2 separate regions of the Rattus norvegicus genome follow, and region 2 is linked to region 1. A link is a contact called in public Hi-C data. All regions are on one chromosome and are shown on one strand. Each heading gives the region's core, a stretch centred on a gene start, on an enhancer-like site or on the middle of the called end of the contact. The rest is flanking DNA. Distances are from core to core; before and after follow the strand shown.

Region 1 (4,642 bases), core at 1,094-3,593:
TTATTGTTTAAAGAACCCCCTTTAACCTAATAAATCCAAAGGCAGAAACAAATGACTGATGGTTTTCTGTGGTCCTAAGGTGCTCTCACTCTGGGCTTTTTTCTTTTTCTTGTTCTTCTAATTATTTCTTTCTCAAGGGAGAAACATCAAGACCAGAATTCAAAAATTCTGGGTGTGATGGCGTAGCCTATAATCCCAGTAACTAGGGAGGTGGAGACTCTACAAACTCAAGGCCAGCTTGGGCTGTGTGGTGAGACCTTGGCACTCTACCCTACTGCTAAAAAAGGAAAGGGAAGCTGAAGGGCATGGAAAGAAGGCTTGTAGATCCCTTGAGCTCAGGAGTCTGAGTTGGACAACACAAGACTGTAAACCATCCTCCCCTGAGTTAAAATGTTAATTGTGGAATCTTGTGTGAAAATATGGATACTCACCAAAAATTCTTTCAAATTCGCTATGCGCATGAAAATTTTCTCAAGAGTGTTGGGGAAAATATCTACTGACACAGGTATGGTCTCAGCTGTCTTTGGCCCTATTCTGTGACGTTTGAGGACATCTAGCAAGAACTGCTTTGTATAAAGTGTTGAGTGTAGGTAGAGACAAAGTTCTTGGCTCAGAGTGCACATAGTTCTATGTCATATGTTTGGGTCATAGCAGACCCAAACAATACTGGGTTGTCACGAGCACAAACACACAGACAGATTTTCTGCAGCCATTTGCTTTGTCTGTTAAGTGTGAGCAGTTCATTAAGCCTATGCTGTTTTGTTTGCTTTCCATAGAAATATGTTCATAAATCAAGAAAAAATTCTTTGGTTATATGTATCGTTCAATATGCATTATGGGACTACATGTTTGTCAGAACCATATTTTGCCATTGTTGATTTTATGACTTTGTTAACATAACATTTAATATTTACTTTAGAGCAAGGAGAAGAGGCACTGGGAACACATGGAAAGATCAATAAGATCCAGAGGAGAAAAGGGTGTTAATGTTTAACACTCCCAATGGTTAGCGCTGCCTTCAACCCCCACCTCGAACCCGGCTGCCCCTGGTTCAGAGCCTGTCACTTCCAGCCCATCTCCCACTGCCGGCAGAAGGCTCTTCCAAAGAGCTGTCTGCTGAGACCTGGGTGTGGGACTGCACGGTATAGCCTTAACTGCCTCAGGCAAGTCTTCCCCAGAGCTGTCCTGTCGCTGTCTGCTTCTTCACTCTCAGCTTCTGTACCCCCACCAACCTCTGACCGGTGTGAGGTGAGCTCTGACCTGCTGATCCCTCTTCTGTGTATGCAGCCTCCCAATTATTACCAATCCTTTACTGCTCTGCAAAGACCTCCTACATGTCCTCTGTCCCTCTGCTTCTGGGGGGTAGGCCATGACAGGGAAACGAAGAGAACAAATCTCTCTGATAAGCCTTATCTTCCTTCCGTTCCTTCTTTTCCTCCTCTTGCCCATCTTCCCCACACCCCTCTGCCTTATACTGAACCCACAGCCTTATACCACCAGATGATCACCCCAGTGCCTCAGGACGCCCCCCAGCCTCTGTCTTGTCATCGATGGCTTCTTTGTCAGCTCTGGCTTCCATTTTCAGAATGAGTTCTTTATGACCCCTGCTTCCAATCCACAGTGAGCAAGGAGGGCTAAGGGTTGCACTTCTTAAGCTTTGAGTGGGTGCTGTGCACAGAACGAGGCATCAACCGATGTTTGTTTAACTGAATGCAGTTGTGCTGAAAAAGTAAACATCTGTTCTCAAAATTGCCCCCACCCGGCTGTGTCACTTGTCTGTCCAACCAGGAAATTTTTTTCAATGGCAACATTTTAAAGGTGATCAAATGTGCATGGTTGACAATCAGAATGCATTTTGTATTTCACCACCAAGAATGGTACAGTTTTGGTTTGACTATCATAACCGGGGCATCTTTTCACAGGCAATTTGTTTTTAAAATGGTTTTCCTTTGCATAGTATGTATGTGTGTATGAGAGAGTCTGTGAGCATATGTGTATGTGTGTATGTATGTCCATGAGTGTGTGTCTGTCAGTGTGTGTGTGTGTGTGTGTGTGTGTATGTGTGTGTGTGTGTGTGTGTGTGTGTGTGTGTGTGTGTACTCAAGTGTGGGAGTGTAGCAGCACACAGCTCTGCTCCTGTGGAGGTCAAAGGGCAGCTTCCCTTAGGTCTCTCCTTCCACTGATGAAGAAAGCTTGAATTGTCAGTCTGGTGTGACAAGAGCTTTTACTGTTTGGGCCATGGCTCTGGTCCATCATTGGCAATGGTAAAGCACCTCACATTATCTGGAAGGCCCATACTGAAGGAAAGGACCCATTTCTGCCAGTTTGCACCACTCGCTCATGAATCTACCAAATTTCTGACTTCTAGATTGGTTTGTGTTCCCCTTTTCTGCATGCGCAGTGCCATCCTGTGGCCACTGAGTGCATAGCACTTATATTTGCTTCTGCTAACATTTTTTTGGCGTAATTCTCCACCCCAACACCTCCCCCTGCCCCGCCCTCAACACACACACACACACACACACACACACACACACACACACACACACACACACACACAATATGCTAGTGATTGAACACAGCTCTGTCAGAGTTCCACCACTGTCTTTCTCTTTTGTGTGAGTTATTTCTGTACTAGGTAAACATATTCATAGTTTACAGCTAACTCAACTCCAGTTGGACTTACCTAGCAAGATATATTTGGAAGCAATTAAAATTTTTGTGTTTTGTGCATTTTCCAACGTCTCTCATTGCAGTACAGCAAGAGTTATTAACCTAGTGCTCTCTCTTTGATCCTATGTAAAACTCAGACAATGACAGAAGTGGCTATTTGGTATGACAAAACTCAGAAAGGTCCAACTGCAGAGGGATTATAAAAATAAACACACTTGGCTTATAGTATGTATCTGTTTCTTTTCTTATGACTGAAAGCAAATATTTGAGCAGGAGCAGCTTAAGGAGGCTCATGGTTTGAGGTTACAGCCCATGACGGTGAGGGTGGTGGTTGTGGGTGCTGGAGGCTTGGCAATGAAGGCAAGTTTTAGCTATGGTGGCAGGAGGTACTTCTTCACATGATTTGAAATGATTCTTCAAAGGGCAGGAAGTGTGTTGAAACAGGGAACTGGGCTAGGTTTTTCACCCTAAGATCCATCCCCCAGCAACTGACTTTGTTCCATGAGACCCAACTTCCCAAAGGTTTCACAACCCCCTCAAACTGTGAGCTGGGGTTCAAGTGTTGAAACACATGAAGACATTTCACATCTAAATATTACACAATAAGGGCTGAGGCAGCAAACGCAGTTGGAATCCTTGGCAATACCTAACTGTTTTTCCTCTCTCTTGAGACAGAGATCTCACTGCTACTGGTGTTGGTTGCTATTAGGGTTCAGTGGGTACCAAGTTCTGTGTCTCAGAACACAGAAATGTACAGACACAGTAAGAGCAGAAGCAGGGACAATTTCTCAGTAAAGGAACAACTTCTGTGGGAGGAAGTGGGCTCAAACAAAGAGTATAATAGCTTTAATGACCAGGTTGTGCAAAGAATTGTAAAAGGAATGATCTTTAATATAAATATAAACTGGATTAATCTGGTGACTACATATTATCCAGCTTATTCCCCAATAACCATACAGAGAGACTAAGATTTATTAAAATTGCATTCAGCTAAATACTGAGTAGCCATTACTCTGTTCTAAACCTCCAGGCTGGTCAGGCTCCCTCCAGACCATGTTCCCATTTTACTTGAAAAATTTCACCCTTTCTTGGTTCTGTTCTCATTTCCTGATGTTTTTCTCCACTTCCTGCTTGCCTCCTTCCCCTTTTCTCTCTCTTGCTCCACCTCTCCTAGGAATCATAAGCCCCTCCTATTCTCTCTCTAAAGCTCTGTATTGGCTCATGGGCTTTTATTGACAAGGCAGAGAATGAATGGGGAGCAATGTAAACTTGAGACAGGAGCTTTAAGAATAAATGTAGCAAAGCCAAGTCTGGGCTGAAACAAGATAGGAGGGCAGAGAAATCAGCCCTTGTGTGAAGGGTAAGCATTACACAAGTATAAGCATTATACAGTGTACAAGAACATTATGCCGACAAAGAATTGGGTTTTTATGCCACCGAGTATGACCTTTTTAGTTCATTTCAATACCACTGGCTTTCTCATGTGTGTGCTCTGCTACACGTAGTTGTACATAGAGCTTCATGTGTCACATGTCTGAGTAGCGTCTGAAGTCTCTGTCCAGGGGTGTGCGTCCTGAGAGTATAATGAAAAACAGATCACTTGACGCTGGAGTATCCCTGTGTCAGGGCAAGATGTTGTGGACTTTAGCGAGCGAATAAAGACTTTTCAGTCTTCCTCTCTTCTGCTATTCTTTTTCTCTACTCATTTTGAAGACATGACCCAAGGCTCTCAGAGACTCACTCTCTGCCTTGTTACTCTGGCTAGTCTTGCGGTGCCAGTCTCCAGAGATAACTCCAGCGATGTCTAAAATCATAGGTGGTGCATGGGTGCCATCAAGCCTGTGTGGGATCCCAGGTGGTACGTGTGTACGTGTCACTAAGCCTGTCTTGCTGTCTGGATTTTGAACAGGTGCACATGCTCATCTCATTTCTTCAACTTCTCTCACAGCTTGGTGGATTTTGATCTGGG
Region 2 (4,899 bases), core at 1,966-4,465, 190 kb before region 1:
GTTCCTAGACTAGGGGGCCTACAGGGTTTGGACAGCTCCTTTCTGGACCTTTATTTTCCATAAGGATGCTGGGATTAAGATGGGCTCTAGAGAGCCACTTCAGGTCATCTAGCTTGTGTGACAAGTGTTTTTACTGTTGAACCATCTACTGGTCCTATGCATTTTTAACCAGCCCTGCTGTTATCTGGAGTGGATGTCTAGTGAGCCACACTGTCACCATAAATGGCAGTGCTGTTTATGAAATGCTTCTTGATGCTCTTTAACAATTCCATACACCTCTAAAGTATTCCATTTCTCTGATGAAGAGTTATCACGTAACTCACCTTCTGTGACAGTATTTGAGAAAGCAGCTGTTTAAGGAGTGTCTCAAAGCTACAAAGGCCCAAGATCATGAGTGACTTGAAATGTTAGAATTAGCACTGTTTCAGGTTTACACTTGTATGCTTTCCTCTTTTCTTTTTCTTTTTTAATTTGTTTTTGTTTTTTGTGATTCTGGGGGTTGAACCCAGGGCATTCTATATGCTAAACTAAGCCATCACTGAGCCACATCTCCAGCCCACTCTTTCTTTGAGAAGGGTCTCGCTGAGTTGCTTGTGCTGGGATTACTGGCCCAGACCACCACACCGGGTGGTCACTCTTTAGTTTAAAAGAATTCAAGTTTCTAGAAGCATCAGTAGGAGCCTTAAATTACATTAAAGTTACAACTTTTATTGCATTTGTTGTTAACTAATACTGTATATGATCAGTGAAGAAAGCAGAAACAGACTCTTTTTTGAAGTATTTGATTAAATAACACCAAGTACTACAGATTAAGGAGAAAACTATGATGGTGATATTTTACCAGAAAAAAATTCATCAGAAGGGGAAAAAAAAATTCATGCCTTTTTGGTTGGTTTGGTTGGTTGGTTTTGTAAGTGGAGCAGGTGCTAGGAACTGACTTGTATTTTTGGCTGTGTGCCTACCCTTTAACAGTTGAGCCATCTCTCCAACTCAGTATGGATTTGTTAACATTTAATACTTATTTTGTATTGTGAAACTTTAATCTAAGTGATATATGCATAGTAATTCATAAAACTGTAACGTAGAGATTTTACTACGAGAGGGTGTTCTGTTAAGAGAAATCATATAGATCAGAATATTTTCTCACATTATCTCATTCAAGTGAAAACAGAGGGCAAGTTGATGCCAATGGTTATCTGTATTGTTTCATTACATGTTCCCAAAGAGTATCCTCATAAGTTTCTCCTTAATTCAGCCAAACACCTCAAAGAGTACTCATGCACAAAAGTATTTAGCAACAAAAACAATGAAAATGAGTTTTGGTGCAATTCAAGAATGTGACTGGTGTTTCTAGGTATTAAATAGAATGAAGAGCACGTTTTGTTGTGTAAAATTGTAAAATTTTCTTTATCTTCCCTGGACACCTGGAAAATCAAGGGAGCATAGACGGTTTTGGTATAACACCTTTTAAGCAATTACCATCTGAGTAATTGGCACTAAATGGCCTTCCCTATTCAGCTGCACAGACAAGAAATTAATAAATGAACTTGGAGTATATATGAATTTTAGAATTGTAAATTTTGGCAGAGTACATGAATGCGTGACGGTAAGTTTTGACAGTGCATTTCGTTAAAACATTAATGTAGACAAGTGATTTTTTTTCTTTCAACAGATAATAAGTTCAGCAAGTCCATGTGCAGATTTCTTTTACCGAAGTTTATCCTCAGAGTTGAGAAGAACACAAGACCAGCTTCCCGCCTATCCCGAGAAAAATGCCTCAGAGGGTGCTGTCAGGCTGATTGAGAAGTGCAGTGAGGTGGACCTGAGCATTGTCGTCCTGTGGAAGGTGGTACACTGTGTTGGCAGTAGGCCAGCTTAAAGACGTTTACGTCTTCTTTATTTCCATTTTACATTTTGAGACCAGGGCTTTCTGTCTAGCACAGATGGGCTTCAAACCCTGTACTCTTGTTTTAACTTAGTGAGTGCTGGAAATATAGGTGTATTTCATCACACCGAGGCTGGATAGTCACCCACCCACCCATCCTCCCTCCCTTCCTCGCCCTCCCTCTCTCCCTCCTTCCCTCCCTTCCTCCCTTTTCTCCCTTTTCCTCCCTCCCTCTCTTCCTCCGTTGTTTTTGAGACAGGGATTCAATATGTAGCTCCGATAGCCTAGAACTTGTTATATAGACCAGGCTGGACTTGAATTTACAGAAATAGATCTTTCTGGGATTAAAGATTGCATTACTACATTCAGGTCTAGATATTTTCAAACTGGAGAGCAACTCTGTACTCATATTTTTTAATTAAAATTTTCACTTTCATTATTCAAATTATTTTGTAACTTTTAGTAGCTCTACAATGACTTTTTAATGTGTTTGTCTAAAGAAAACAACTGAGTAAGAGCAAACGGCTCTCTCCTCTCGGTCAGTGTGGTTTCTTTGTGTCACCAAGAATACTGTGGACATGCAGTCTAAGAGCAGGGCCTCTCGTCTCTCTGCCGTGAGCATTTCCAGGCACTGTGAAGGGCATTGCTCGGAGTCTGTGGGCGCTCAGGTTCCTGGTTCCAGCAGCCACACACTGGTTGCTGCCTGTGCTCCCATCTTTTTGTGTGCCTTTCCCCCTTTTCATCTTTTTTTCTTTATTAACTTATTGGTACTTGGAAATAGTTTATCTTTTTGCAAACATGCTGACTTTGCACACATTTCATATGAGACATTGCTTAAATAAGTTGCATATATTAATTGCATGCAGAACATGTTTTATGTTAAAAACAACTACTTGCGTGTTGTTATGTATTAGCTTGAAATCATAAGCTCTTGAGTGCCCCTTGGTGCATTTAAAGTAAGATTTTGAGTAATACATGCTATAATCTGTACTCAACTGTAGTCCACAGTGACCTTGGTTGAGAAGAGATTTTTACTTTTCCCAAAACGGCCCACTGATCACATGTAAAGGAAGATGTGCGATCCCTGTTGCAAAGTAGAGGTTGAGTGTATAGAGCTTGGTGGTAGTTTGTACCTGGAGCCGCATTTACACTGAGTTGAGAAAATGTTTATAAAGTAAAGAGAATTTAAAATTTTTCATCCCCTTCTGTTTTTGGTTTTTACTTTTCTCTCAGGATCTTATGTAATCAGTGTTGGCCCTTGCCCTCCTGATCCTTTCACACCCCCACCTTCTGGGATTCCAGGAATGTGTGATCACACCTGCCTAGCTACCCAGAGCTCGTGAGGTCACCTTCATTGTGGGAATCTTACCATGCTTAGGAACAGGAGGGTTTGTGAAGCAAACACTGTTCAGCACCAAACTCAAATTGTTTGGTTTGGTTTTGAGACAGGGACTCCATGTATAACTCAGATTGGCCTGGAAGTCTCTACGTAAAAGAAGTCAAACATTGTCCAAGGCTCAGTCAGTGAACTCTGTAAGGTTAAGCCAGCAGCCGTTCAGCTGACTGACTTCCGAGTTCTGAGCTGACTTAGGATAGGAGTACTCAGTGTGACCCCCACATGACAAGCTGTCACCGGTCAGTGAGTACAGAGATGGAGCCTACTCAAGCATTGAGATTCTTGGAGCATTCTGATGCAGTCTAGAGAAAATTGGGCTTATTAAAAATAAGTAAGTCAGGGCTGGAGAGATGGCTCAGCAGTTAAGAGTATTGGGCTGTTCTGCAGAGGACCCAGGTTTAATTCCCACAAACCACAGGGTGCCTACTAGCTCCAGACCCAGGGCATCCAACATTCTCTTCCAGCTTCCTCAGTTACCAGTCATGCATACAGTGCAGAGACATACAGATAAATCTCGTATATTATATAATGTGGCAATATGGTAAATCAGAGCCATACACTGATTGGCTCTGATACATTTATTGACAAGTATTTCTCTAGAACAGAGTCGATTAAAGAGACAGAAAAATTTTAAGTTGGAGCAGATATTTTAAAGTAGATTAATTCAATTTACTATTTACCAGTAGGAAAAAGGCCTTTTTTAAAAGGTGTAGTGTAGCCAGATATGGTGCCATGCACCATGCGCCAGTCACTCTAGCATTCAGAAGGCTTAAGTTTGATTCCAGCCTGAGCTACATAGTAGATTCCACTCCCCTGTGTAATATGCAGTAGGACCCTATCTTGGAAAAAGTGACTGAAAACAAAAGAAAGTGTGTGGATTAAAGTGGGCATGCTGGCACACACCTATGCTGGCACACACCTACGCTAGCACTCAGTGTAGACCGAATCACAGGTTTGAGGCCACCGTGGCCTACACAGTCTGACAAGGCATGGCCACAGGATTTAGGTATAGTCACCTGCATTTTGGCAGTAGAGTAAAGAAGCTTATATGTCACTTCTTGGTCTTTAACTGATACTGCCATTAGAAAGCAGCCTTCCTGGGCCTGTGGTGATGGCTCAGGAGGGTGAAGGTGCTGGGCAACATAGGACCTGAGTTCAGATTCCAGAGCCCAGGTAAAAGCTGGCACTGGCCTGCATCTGCAATAGTAGGGCAAGGCAGAGAGGTGGGTCCCTGCATTTCCCTGAGGGCAGCCTGTCAGGCAGCTCTGGGCTCAGAGGTGGCTGAGGAGCTCTGGCTCTCAGGGGCACCCACACACACACACACACACACATGTACATGTTCACACACAAAAGAGGCCTATGTTGTGGCACACTTCTTTGGGGTTGTTTCTTGAAAGTCTATTGAAAACAAGGAAAAAATACTCAAGAATTGTCTATTTGAAATACTTGGATCACTTGAGTTATAGACAAGCCCAAACAGATTGAGAAGGGGGAGCAGATGGTTCTTTATGGTGTGGATAAATAAAGGTTGAAATGCTGACATGGGGTTATTGATAATTGATAGATACCAGGTGTCGTTTTCCTTTGCTCCAGATATTGAGATGGTTGAGGTTTCTAG

What was found. Hi-C and Micro-C count contacts between places; a contact is called where the count stands out from the background.
Region 2: a contact with region 1 is called in a Hi-C map of liver, with 4 times the contacts expected there. The contact joins two enhancer-like sites. A contact is called at or near these places in 11 of 12 Hi-C or Micro-C datasets (the A7r5 cell line, the Rat2 cell line, frontal cortex and 6 more) and 1 of 1 datasets of contacts at active chromatin or transcription factors (oligodendrocytes).

What each region holds. Positions count from the first base shown.
Region 1 is chr18:12,189,997-12,194,638 of GRCr8, reverse strand. No RefSeq gene overlaps it. Among named protein-coding and RNA genes, the nearest start is that of Ttr, 26 kb to the left of the region's middle. Within about 2 kb of position 2,343, at least 8 of the 93 cell types and tissues checked have an H3K27ac peak or open chromatin away from gene starts, as enhancers often do. A contact at or near this core is called in liver, where this site is marked.
Region 2 is chr18:12,385,292-12,390,190 of GRCr8, reverse strand. It overlaps Trappc8 (trafficking protein particle complex subunit 8), which reads left to right. Exons shown (of 29, transcript NM_001106160.1): 25 at 1,673-1,846. Among named protein-coding and RNA genes, the nearest start is that of Trappc8, 67 kb to the left of the region's middle. Within about 2 kb of position 3,215, at least 3 of the 93 cell types and tissues checked have an H3K27ac peak or open chromatin away from gene starts, as enhancers often do. A contact at or near this core is called in liver, where this site is marked.